Linked DNA regions of Drosophila melanogaster: region 1 is linked to region 2. Evidence: chromatin contacts called from public HiChIP or PLAC-seq data. All regions are on one chromosome and are shown on one strand. Each heading gives the region's core, a stretch centred on a gene start, on an enhancer-like site or on the middle of the called end of the contact. The rest is flanking DNA. Distances are from core to core; before and after follow the strand shown.

Evidence for each region. HiChIP or PLAC-seq counts read pairs in DNA pulled down with a chosen protein or histone mark.
Region 1: a contact with region 2 is called in a CP190 HiChIP or PLAC-seq map of the Kc167 cell line, with 5 times the contacts expected there. The contact joins the promoter of yrt here to the promoter of TBC1D5 in region 2. A contact is called at or near these places in 12 of 107 Hi-C or Micro-C datasets (the D17-c3 cell line, the Kc167 cell line, the S2 cell line and 7 more) and 1 of 6 datasets of contacts at active chromatin or transcription factors (the Kc167 cell line).

Annotation. Positions count from the first base shown.
Region 1 is chr3R:13,431,777-13,438,474 of dm6, reverse strand. yrt (yurt) reads left to right here and starts at 3,491. Exons shown (of 10, transcript NM_142034.2): 1 at 3,491-4,427; 2 at 5,021-5,168; 3 at 5,234-5,410; 4 at 5,542-6,610; 5 at 6,672-6,698. The coding sequence starts at 4,203.
Region 2 is chr3R:13,270,171-13,276,802 of dm6, reverse strand. TBC1D5 (TBC1 domain family member 5) reads left to right here and starts at 4,792. Exons shown (of 6, transcript NM_169499.2): 1 at 4,792-5,680; 2 at 5,738-5,834; 3 at 5,894-6,036; 4 at 6,169-6,311; 5 at 6,373-6,632. The coding sequence starts at 4,962.

The DNA of each region.
Region 1 (6,698 bases), core at 2,242-4,741, 160 kb before region 2:
GTCATCAAAAATATACAGAAACTATAAGATATTTTATTTATTTTATTTATTTAAACTGAGAAAATCGATGAAAATATAATAAATAAATATTCATCACATGAACTAGTGCTAAACTTTATTATATTACTTAAATTTTTTTTATTTTGTGTGTCAATCTGCTTGCGGTGCCAAAAATGTAGCTTTTCATTTAAAGGTTTTTCTCTTTATTTTGTATTCCAATTATATAATGAAAATTCCCACTGATATGATTTCGGGTAATTAAGCCTGTAAGCTGGCTGCCAGTGAAAACGAAAGCAGGGAAAACTGCTGCAACATTGATTTCCAATTGATTTTGGCTTTTGTCGCCTTTCAGTCATAAAAATACTCATCGAAAATTACATGCCAAAATAAAACAAGCTGTTGACTTGCCAAATAGCCGTGAAATATTCCCCCAGGGCGTAGGTGAGCAGGTAACGGCAATCGCATCGTCCTGCCGTTCGAAATTCGCTGAGACAACAAATGTCGCCAGCCAAGCCAACCACCACCAAGCCATCCAAGCCACCTATTTGCCCACCGACCACGCCCCGCTTGGCCTCCCACTCCGAGTCCGGCGTATCTGTCTCCGGACAGTAACGAGTCCTGCTCATGGGCGGAACTTGAGAGGAGCAGGCTGGATGCCAGGAGGATATCGTAAAGCGACACACAATCACACATAAAATTTTACAACACGAGGATGTTTTTTATTGCACTCGTCCCCAGACTGGCTGCTCGTCCTGGTGTCCTTGTCCCCAATCGAAGGACCTTAAGTAGCCAATTACTGGAAACTTGGAATTCCCTTCCCATTCGATGGGCAAGGGTTTCTCAGCTACAGCTTCGCAGTTTCGCAGTTTGTTAGCGCTCGCCCATCAGCCGAGTAAACAACAAAACATTTTTCTATTTAATTAAATCGGATTCACCTCTTGGTCGCTCATTCGCTGATTTATGGATGGAAGCCAATAAATTTGCACAGCGCTTCTCATTCAGATTGGGATTGGGATTGGGATTCGGATTCGGATTCGGATTCGGATTCTGCTTTTTCCGCTGATTCTGTCTGAGCCGTGAGCCGTTTAAATCACGAGCTGTGCTGCGGTTTTAATTAAAAGGAATTTATTTTTCACTCAACTGCAGATAAGTGCGCAGACAGTTGGGCTGTACGAGTAGCAGCATCCACATCCGCAGACGACCATATAAATATAATAGTTTACCTTTGCCTCTGCTTTTGTTGCTCACTGCACCACCTCATCGCACCACTGGCTTACCTCTGCACCACCGCACCTCACACACACACTCACTCAAACGGACGCAAATATTTGCCCACCTCGTATTACATACCCACGACTTGCCATTATCGTTAAGACAATACAAAAGGCCACATTTGGTACAGGGAGAAATAAGTGGCCTAAATTCGGGCAACAACTCACTTCCTGAATTTATTGAACCAAATGGGTAAGACTTCTAACGACACTGTTATTGAGCGTAATTTATAAATCTACTTTAAAGAAATTAATAGTAAACAGAAGATAATTAGCATATGGACATTTAAACTACAATTTTCCCATTATTGTTCTTTTCAACAGGTCCGTTTGAGTATTTTCAATTTATCGAATTATTTCATTTAACACTTCGTTTATTTATGATATATCTACAAAAAGAATATATATTTTCTTGAACATTAAGGAGAATTTATCAGTTATAACTATACTAATTCTTAGGATTACTCTTAACATTTTAATAATACCTATTTAATTGTTTTTGAAAATTTGTTGGCACCTTCGGATATATTTGTTCGAGTGCATTGTGCGTTTTGGCTGCGTATATGTACATATGAATGTAACCCTTTGCAAACATGTCTATTTTGGTCAATGGCAATGGCAACGCAAGCCATTTGTTAATTGTTGCCACACCCCTGCGGCCGAGAAAATCGAGCCGGGACGGGACCTGAATCTGGGGATCTGGCATATGGGATCTGGGATCTGGATGCCATGGACAGAGAACTGAAGCCGGGGGTCCGGGGCCTTTGGCCGCCTGTCATAATTACGGAACTGGCTGCTCAAGTTGCCGCAGCTGGCACCTAAGACATTGGCCATGGCTAAAGACCTGCATCGTCGCCTGCCTAGTTATTAAATAGATGGATGAATGGATGGATGGATGGGCGATACGGGGCTGCTGGGCGATTCCGATTCCATCGATGCCCGACCACAGATCGGGTTTCAGGTATTAGTCAGTAATTAATCATCCGCCTTGTTATAACGGCCAATTGTGTAATTACAGCATATATGGATATCTAATGCGTTCGATAAAAATGTAAATGCGCATACATACATATATGTACCTACATATATCGTCCTCAATCGGGCGAATTGAGAATTAATGGCCAATAAGCGAAAATGAATCATGCAATTGGCGCCCAATGGCTTCAAGTTCTCGCAAAATGTTGTAAAGCCCTCGGCCCAAAAGCCGAACCTCTCGAGGGCCCACTAAAACCCCGATATAAACAGGGCCCGCAGCCAAGATGTTAAAACACCCACCCACCGCCAACTCTACACACACACACTCGCACACACACACACACATATATGTAGACCGGAAATCGCCGGCGATAAATCTCCCATTTACCTTTAAACTCGAAATACGACTACCAATGGGGATCGAGGGTGAATCGGAGGAAAATGGGTGCGGAAGTTGGGGAAGTTAGGGAAGTTGGGATGTGCGGGAGTGGACACTGTTACGTCCTTAAATCCACTAACAAATAAAGGAATAAATTGCCCATAAAAAGGATTTTGCAAATGCCGGCTGCAACTACGGAACCCACTTGTGTTTCCTATTTTACAGTTATTGTGCACTTCTTTCTAGTTTAGTTGCTTGTACTAAACTTAAAGAATTGCGCGACCGCAAATGCCAACAAGTTTTGTGCGATTCTTGTCCACAGGCAAAAGTCAAAATATTATGATCAAGTCTGTAGCTTCTCTTTTGATGCAAAATATGGCTGGAATTGTTTTTTACTGTGTCTACATAATTTCGATTTATATTCGTGCTTTCTTCTTCTGATTTATTTAATTATCCCATGTGTATTAGCTAATAAATATAACGTTGAACAATTTTGAATTGAAAGAATCACACTGTAGCAAAATACTTGATGAGTTTGGATAAATTTAATTAATTAGAATTTTCTGCACAACGTATAGAAAATTTGTTGAAATCAATCTTTACTTCCATTTGTTTAATTTTTGGAAATTATCATTTGTTGTAAGATCTTTTATAATATTTTCTATCAAAATACAGGTTACATGAAAAACCAAGTGGAAAATTAAGAAAGTAAAATTGAAATGGACGAATTAGCTGTTTTCTAGCCAAGCGGGGAGGTTCGTGTCTTAGCTCAACGAATATCGTGGCTCTGCACCTGATTTGAATTCGACGGTCACACAGAAATACCGAAAACCGACATGTACAATTTGTTGTGTACTTGGTATATTTGTCGTGACCACATCTGGTCACACTGCTCGCATAAGATCAACAACTACTGCGGCCATTCTTACATTCTACTCCTAAAAAAATTCCGAAAGTGCACTTAAATAGCCCAAAATAATAACAAAACATAATAGTGACCGGACGATGCAGCACCGCCAACAAAATAAAGTGTGAAAACAAGTGATTGAATACCCGGAAAGTCGCCTCGCGAAGCGGGAACTAACGTGTTTGGCTGGCCTGTTTTTTCTCTCTCCTCTTTTTCGCCAACCAAAAACCAGGCTAACAGTGATTTTTTCGCGGGGGAGGGGGTGCGACGAGCCAAAACCCGTAGTAAAGAAACCGCCCGAAAGGAGCGCCCACTTTGGCCAGCAACTTTAGCTCAGCTCCCCGAACCAAAAGTGAAGAAAAAAACAAAAAACTAAAAGGAAAACTTAAGTAAAACGGGGGCGTCTATCGCTTGCAAGTGTGTTGGTTAGTCAGTGTACGTGTGTGTTGGCCAGAACAAGTTGGCTGCGCGTGTGTGCGTGTGAGGGGTTTTTTGATGTCTGCGCTGTCTTTTTTCCCCAGCCGAGGTGAGCACACAGGTGAATTATCGGTGCATTCGGCTGCCTTGGCAACAATTCCATAAAAACAACACATAGAAAACAACAATAACGACCACCCGCAATATATAATACATACATACACACGTTTAAAACCAAACAAAATCCAGAAAAATGCTCCGTTTTCTAAGCCGTCGCAAGGTGCGCAACAACTATGTGGATAATTCGAGAGAGGGCGGCGGGGCAACTAGTTCCGCGGTGGGCGTGGCTGGGGGTGGTGGTGCCATCACCTCCGGCGGCAGCTCACAAATAAAGCCACAACGCATCGTGGTCAACAAGAACAAAATCGACTGCCGCGTCATTCTGCTGGACAACACTGACCTTTCCATCGAATTATCGGTGAGTACAGGAGGGCCCACATCGAATTACATTTGGCCCATTTTCGATTTTTTGGCTTTCACCCTTTAAACTGCTGCCGTTGGCAGTAATTTTCGGAAGGCAAACAAACAAGCGATTGGATCTTATAAGAGAATACCGTCAAGGTAGAGATAAAGATAGAGCTAAAGTGGTTGGTAGGGCGGCTCAGTATTACGTACTAAATAAATAATGTCTTAAATTTTACGAATCATCTTTAGCTCTATCCTTTATACGAATTTTAAATTTGAGCTCAGAAATATTATTTATATTAAGAAGTAAGTCAGGGTATTTATTGTCCATTAAATGCACTCTGCTAAGAGAAGTATTGAATTCTCAAAACAGCCCAAAACAATTGTGTAGCAAACGTTTTAACCATTTCATTTATTGGTCCACCCTAATGAAGACACTACCGCAGCTTGCATTGCCTCAGTCCGTGTGATAAAAATAAGCAAATTGCTGCTGATCAGCACATAATTTAACCCGCTAAGCGAACGTGATTAGTTCAGGGTCGCATTGATTTACACCTGCCCCCCGTCGGAAGCATTAATTTTCCACTTTGCTGTTTGCGATTGCAGAAAAAGGCATTGGGCAGCTTTTTGTACGAACAGGTATTCTACGCACTGGACATCATCGAGAAGGATTACTTTGGGCTGCAGTTCATGGATGCCAATCACGTCAAGCACTGGCTAGATCCCACCAAGCCCATCAAGAAGCAGGTCAAAAGTGAGTTAATGTGTGAAACCAATTACGTGGGCCAAACAATACTAATTATTTTACCTTTCCCGCAGTTGGGCCGCCCTACACGTTCCGGCTGAAGGTGAAGTTTTACTCTTCGGAACCCAATACACTGCGCGAAGAGCTGACCCGCTACCTGTTCTTCTTGCAACTGAAACAAGATCTTCTCGAGGGGCGACTCGACTGTCCGGAGGACAAGGCCACCGAACTCTGTGCTTTGGCATTGCAGTGTAGGTGTTTTTCTTCATTTCATTGATTTAATTTGACGGATTCACTCATCTTTAAAAACAGTTTTATGAGTTCATCGATATAGCACGAGTTTCCTTAACTATTTGACTAATTGTTTATTTTTCACTCACAGCTGAACTGGGCGACTATGACAATCAGGAGCATTCCGCCGCCACCGTCTCGGAGTTCCGTTTTGTGCCCGAGCAAACGGAGGACCTGGAGATAGCCATACTAGACGAGTACAAGACGTGCCGTGGTCTCACACCTGCTCAAGCAGAAACGGCATTCCTGAACAAGGCCAAGTGGCTGGATATGTACGGTGTTGACATGCACACGGTGCTCGGAAAGGATGGCTGCGAATACCACCTTGGCCTTACGCCCACCGGAATACTTGTTTTCGAACGCGATCAGAAGATCGGCCTGTTCTTCTGGCCCAAGATCAGTAAGCTGGATTTCAAGAAAAAGAAATTGACTCTTATTGTGATCGAGGATGACGACGAGGGAAGAGAGCAGGAGCACACCTTTGTCTTCCGGCTGTACAACGAGAAGGCGTGCAAACACCTGTGGAAGTGCGCCGTGGAGCACCACACCTTCTTCCGGCTTAGGGCGCCGGTCAAAGGCCCCTCCGCCCGTCAAAACTTCTTCCGTATGGGCTCTCGCTTCCGGTATTCCGGTCGCACCGAGTTCCAGACCACGCAGCAGAGTCGAGCCAGGAGAACGGTCCAATTTGAGAGACGACCATCGCAGAGATTTGCTAGCCGTCAGTCGCACCTGTTGCGCGAACGTCAAAAGGCTTCCCAGGAGGCGGCGGTGTCGGCTGTGGCCTCGGTTAATGCTCGAGCTGCTGCCGCTGCGGCTGCCGCAGCCGCATCCCAATCGCCTGCACCGGCTACTCCCTTAGTATCTTCCCAAGTATCGACACCGACTCCTAACAACGATAACAATAACGACGCCTTCGACTCGCTCATTTCCACGGATCAGTTCATCACTGTTACACCTTCGCCTTCGGTGCTTACTGTCATTCAAAACTCTGCCATTATTGAACCGGATGCGGCTTGCAGCGGCTCCATCAGCTCCTCATCCCAGGCAGCAGCCAACTTTGCTTCGCTGGGTCGCAACTCCCTCAAGTCCAACTTCAGCAACGAGGATCCGGCGTACAGCAAGATTGGATCTATTGGCAAGGCGTCAGGATTGACTGTGAAGTAAGAAGTTTATCTATAATTACCTTTCCGTTCCCTTTTTAAATGTAACTTTTTTTTTAAGATTGGATCCAGACTACACACCACCATA
Region 2 (6,632 bases), core at 3,543-6,042:
TAGTTTTTTCTTCATTTAACAATCTTGATAAATTTGTAAGTGAAAAGCCTGTAAATAGCATATATCAATTTCTAAATTAGTCACTTAGTGGCTGAAGACCAATTGTATATAATTATATAGACAACTTCAGTGGGTTCCCATGTTATGAAAAGATACAATGAATTAATGTAATTATCAGCAACATACACAATGAAAGATTGAGAGATATGAAAGATGGCAGATTAGGAAGCCTTCAACTCAAAATATATTCCCTATCAAATGGGTATATTTATTGAAATGGCATAATCTATACACATCTTTTTCTTCTGTGTAGCTACAGATCGGATAAGGAGAACAACCCAAATGGATCTCCAGGGCAGCGCGGCCTGGACTTTGCAATACCGATCTCATTGTCACTTGTCACAACGCAACCAACTTAATATGGATTATATGTTAATACTCTTTTTCTGGTTTTTTTTTTTTGCCTTTTCGGAATACATTTCTTTCAGCACACGCTTGTGGCGAACCTATTGGCCGAATGCCGTTGGCCGCTTTGCGATTCTCAGGCCGTTCGGCTGGCCAATTTATCAAACATTGCTTTTACGATTTCGAGGTGCTTGTCAAGCTGCGTACAACCCAAATCCATTATTGTTTAGCACAAGATCGTAAACCTGTACCCCTATTTATAGACTATTCTTTCGTCCAGCAGCTCCACGCCCATTCATATGAATACTCGTGGCTGGCACGTTTGGATGCTTGGAGTTTTATTCGTGAATATAGTTGAATTCAATGAATAAAGCCATTAAATGGGCATGCGTTTGAATACTTTTTGTGGGCAGTAAAATTATTACTATCTATACATGTTTTGTAAAGTAATTAGGTCAGCTTACAAGAAATATTTAAATCTTGCTGCTAATCTTTCGCATTATTCAATACTAAGCAGGGCTAATAAACAATATATCGTAAGTACACACATTTGTGAAGTTTATTGTTCATTAACACCACCGAAGACATTGAAAGGTACTTCGAAGAGAAAAAAAAACCCATGTAAAACAATGTATTAAGATTGCTGGGTAGCTCGCAGGGCATTGGCCATTCGATTGTCGGAGTTTAAGAATAAGCCATGCAAAACATTGATAAGCCATAAAACGAATTGGAGTCGCCGGAGCGCAGAAATTAGCAAATTAATCACGTGCCCTCCAACTTTTTCTGCTCGCCCACGCCCAAAAAGTTTCGATGATATTTTCTATTTTGGCGCAATAAGCATTTCCGTACACCGTGTGGTAGCTACAACAAAGAAGCACAGAATCTTGGCCCCTGGGGAAGTTGGGATTTTTGTGGCTCAAAGAACTAGTCACCAAGTGCTCGAAGTCTTTTCATTAACAACTCGATCATGATCAGCATCGGAAAGGCCGAGAGCCTGCTTAGAATTCTGGGGGGGATCGCAAACCTGATTGGCGTTTTAAAATGACTTCTGGCCCGCTCGCAGAGATATGTATTTTGGGGGCTTCTATTCTTGACTATTTGCTGGTGTGTAAAGTGGATTTGCATAAATATGCATGTGTTTCCAGAGAGCACTGGTTACCAACTTATATTCGCGACCCAATCAAAGTCACAAATTGGCCCTTATTTAATTTGCTCCGCTGAAAACCAGTCGATCGACTCCATAAACCGGGGGGCAGCTCATTTAACACCCATCTAACGATATCAGTCAAGGCGAAGATGAATAAAATGCTGTCCAGAGATATGCGTCATAAACCTAATCAAGAACTCTTCACTTCCATGAGATGCCATGATTAAACAGACAATCAATTCGAAAATCGAGGAAATCAGACGTAGGACTAGATCTGCAAGTGGTTAGAAACGTGGCTTAAATTCCCACCCAGTTGATGGGAGGTAGAACCCTCTCAAGCGTCAAACGATTTATTTATCTAAAGATCAAGTTGTTTGAATTTCTTGGCGGATAGAACAAGTTTTTGGCCAACACGAGACTGAGCTCACAGGGTATAAATATAAACATTGGAATTCGATAAGAACGAATTATATTTGCTTCCAGATGCCCATTTACATTTAACCTCGTGACCCTTGCTTCTTGGATGCGGACAAGGCTATCGGTTCCCTATTATTTATATATCATAATCGAAACGATTCCTAGAGTTCGGATGATTTGGAAATCCCCCGCCTCATTACACATTACACAGCCGGTGGATTTGGCCAGACTTCCGCCTCGAACTCTTCCGCATAGGTGTAACAGTAAACAAGTTGGCGACCGGACCTCCGAAAAGCTCGATTAGCCCCACAGGCCCAGCAATTAAAATATGTAAATGGAAACAAAGCCAAACAAAAAGGCCAATGCTGCGCGAAAAAACGACGCCAACAGTATCGACGCTAACCTCGCGTCTGTCTTTGCTGCAAATGAAGAGATGGAGTCGAGACCGCATTGGAGCTACATATGACGGCAAAGAAAGATCTGGCCGTACACCGGATACCCTCTGTATAAATCAGGCATACTCTGTCTGCTGAATGGCAAACCAGTTGAGACTCTTAAAGTACCTAACCAAGTGGAATTTTATTGGTAACGTCTATAGATGTGGCCAAAGTCTCCAGTAAGCTCTAGAATTCAAAGGGAGATTCACAGTCATCTTAGCTTTCGATGAAGACCAAATCTTTAGAAGTAATTCACCAAAGTGTCGGATATTCTTTAATGAATTTTATATCTTATACATAAATATCTAAAAAATAAAAGAGCTCATAAAATTTGAACTAAAGGTTAATGGGTTTCTATATGCAAACTGAAGTATTTCACTTTTCACTTTGAGCCAGATATATAGTTCATTTAAAAATGTTGTTCATTTAAGTTCAAAGTCAAATAAAAAGAAAGACATTTTAAGAATGAAGTTATTGAATGATATACAGGTAAAGGCTGCATAGAAATCATGGCACCTCTTCGACTAGAGCAGTGAAAAAGTGAACCCCGAAATGGTTTTGCCGTCGCGACTCCGACTTAAGCATCTTCAGCTGACTGATTAAACATCAGGAAATACAAAATGCTAAGCAGGCAAACGCAAATTGTAACAGGGCCCAAAGTCAAACGAGTTCTCAGGCCAAAGGCAAAAGCTATTGATAAGCGGCCAAAACTCGTTCGCATTTCGACCGTTTTCGTGAGCTTTTCGTTGGATGGAGGGGCAGTGGTGGGGGGTTAAAGCCAAATAGCCAGATAGCCCCATTGACTGATTATTGTTATTAATGCGAATGCGGCGGTGTCTTGCTGGTTTTTTGCCATTTGCATTGACATTGACTTTGACCGAGAAATTATAAATCGAAGCCAATGTGACGCATACGTGCGACTGCCTATGCTTATGCGTTTATGAGGCGCTCGGATTTAATGCAAATGCACTATAAAGACTGCTCTTTATTGTTTTAATCGCTTCTGCAACAATGTGGCAATGATTAGCATGCAGTCGGGCAATGCATTTATGTACCATACCATTTTCCAAATTTATGTTTTCGTGAGTGAAGAGTATGCAACCCATAAATCTCAGCGAAGTACTTGAAGCCATAATTGTTACCCTGGACACACTCGCTTGACCACCGACCAACCGAACCACCCAGTCACCCACCAAGCCAAGCCAACCCATCCATCCACCATCCTACCATCCACCCACCGCAGACATTCGACATTCAGTCATTGGGTCAAAGCCAACCGATCGTTCAAGTTCAAGCCCCCGAAAAGAGATTAGAAAAATTGCTCAAGACTCAAGACTAGATCAAAAAACGACATTGACCGTCATGTCATGGCACCGGCACACAATCAATATTAGAAAACTTAGGGACATTAGCAGAGATTTTGATGGTTTATTAGCAATATTTGGCATGGCAAGAGGGGCCAAACTTCTGCCAGTCGAAGAAAAAAAAAACCGATCCGATCCGAAATCTTCGCATTTCGTTATTGTCTTCTATTTCCTGGTTGGATCCGCTTCGCTGCCGACTATTTGGCATTATCATGAATTAATTGTTGCATATTATAGCGACAAGCATTGACCTCAATAGAGAGATTTGATAAACACTACATACGTGAAGCAGAACGCGTAAGTAGATGCGAACTTAAAGCCAATAACTTTTATTGGATTTTTTTCTCTAATGGATTCATATACATTTTGTGCTCATTAGAAGCGGATTGGCAAACTAGAGCCGATTCAATTTTCTTTAGCTGGAACCATCATTTGTGGCCAGAGAGCAGAGTGTTTTGGAACTTGGAAGCTGGAGCTTATGAGGCTTGAGTGTATAAACAATTTTATTGTTGACTGGTGGTTGCACATTCATTTATTAAATCTCTAGAAATACTCAGAGCTACATTTTTGATTCAAGGAGTCGGCGCAAATTTTTATTAATGATGTGTTCACATTGATTTCATATTATAGCGCTCTGGCTAGGTCTCAACTAATTGATACGAGCTTACAATAAAAATTTTGAAATCGAATGAAAATTATGAAAAAAAGGTTTGGTCTTTTTAAATCCTTGGTTGTTTAATAATTGGTGTCTTAAATCTTTAAATGCAAACTGATTTTCTTTTAAAATTGAATAACATTAAATATTTTACGATCTGTGTTATGCAAAATTTAATGCAATTTAATTTAATAGCCAAGAATATATATTTTGTAATTGATTTAACGAAAAACGTTAGACCATGTAATTCAAAATTTGAATAAATTAAATATTGAAAATCCGTTATTTTCGATATTTTATAGGGCTAACATTGGTTCTAGTATATTAGCGCGAGACTGTGCGGTATATTCTAATCGGGACTCAACGGTCACACTGGTGCACTGCTATCTTGGGATTGGGATTCAATCCGCTTTCTTTGGAGAACCCATTGTGTATTATTTAATTTGGAATCACCTCCTTCATCGTCCGGAATTCAGTGTTGACATGGCTGCGGAGCGGATAACCGCCTGCACTTAGTTTCTAGCCAGCGACGAGCGATGACTGTTTGGGGAATAGAAGCCATCACACTGAACGGATCGTCGGCAAGGGAAAGTTTGGAGCACCTTCCGGGAAACGGTGCAATTCGGGTGATACCAGAGGCGGGAGCCATGAACTCCGTGGAGCGCTACCGTCAGGAGTGGCAGGTGCTGCTTGAAAACCTCGATGCGGACCCGGAAAGTCTCCGGCAGTCGGCATTTGCCGGCGATCTCAAGATGTCCAAATTCCGCAGCGTTCACTGGGCCCTCCTACTGCGCGTCCTGACGTCGGAGCACCGCAGTTGGACTAGCCAGCGACTTCAGCAGCGAGTTAGGTACGACAAGTTCCGGGCAGACTACGTCCGCAATCCGCACCAACTGGCCGTGGACTGCAACGATGATCCGCTGTCGCAGTCGACGCAAAGCGTGTGGAATCAGTACTTTAGCGACCAGGACCTATTCGCCGTCATCCGGCAGGATGTGGTGCGCACTTTCCCGGGTGTGGACTTCTTCCGTAAGCCATTGGTGCAGAATGCAATGGTCAACATACTGTTCTACTACGCCAGGGAGCATCCGTATATGTGCTACCGGCAGGGCATGCACGAGATCCTGGCTCCCATTATATTCGTTGTCTACAGCGATCACCAGTCCCTGCTTCACTTCAGCGAACTGGCCAAAACGGATATTAATCCCACACTGCTGGACGTGCTGGATCCCGCCTATCTGGAAGCGGATACCTAGTACGTAGTTCAAGTAACATGAAATCTTTTTATCTTAAATCAATGCGCTCCTCGCAGCTCTTTGTTCTCCCGCCTCATGGCCTCCGTGGAGTCGTACTATCGCGTCTCGAATCTGGTCTCCACACCCGGTGGCCACATCGAACAGCGAGCCGAGGTGCGTCGCAGTTTGCGGGTGCAGCAAGCAGCCCTTATCGCTACCCATTCCTCTTTCAGAGCCCCGGGGACAATGAGACGTCGACCGAGGCGGAGGTTATCGGCCAGCTGAACTTCATACGGGACAAAATACTCGCCAAGCAGGACCAGCACTTGCACCACTATCTCCAAAAGATGGAAATCCCACTGCACATATTCGGCATGTGAGTTGGCAATGAAAATGGGGGGTTTTAGTTACTAGTAATGCTTTTCGATAAGGGAATTCCACAAACAATATAAAGATATCTTAAAAATGAATATTGAAATTAATCAAATTATATATTTCCTTATTATAGTCGATGGCTAAGACTTCTCTTTGGACGGGAGTTTATGCTGCTGGACCTGTTGCTACTCTGGGATGCCATCTTCGCAGATAGCGACCGCTTCGACCTGCCCAACTACATTCTAGTGGCAATGTTGGTGCACATCCGTGATAAACGTGGGTACTCCCGCCTGGTGCCTTAGTTCCTAAATAATGGCCTAACTAATGTCGATATCAGTGCTTCTTAGTGACTACACCACATCGTTGACATATCTAATGCGCTACCCAAACAATGTTGATGTCCATCTGGTGCTGAGACATGCCCTATTCATGCTCAATCCCAAGCAGTTTGAGTATCCGCCAAACGCCTTCACGTGTGTGTCCTTTGCCAACAGTTCCGCGGACAAGGATGTGCCCCCTCCTGCGGGACAACGCCCGCGCACCAATTCAGAAAACTCTTCGATGGCCACTAGTGGTAGCCAGATCGATCGGCAGATC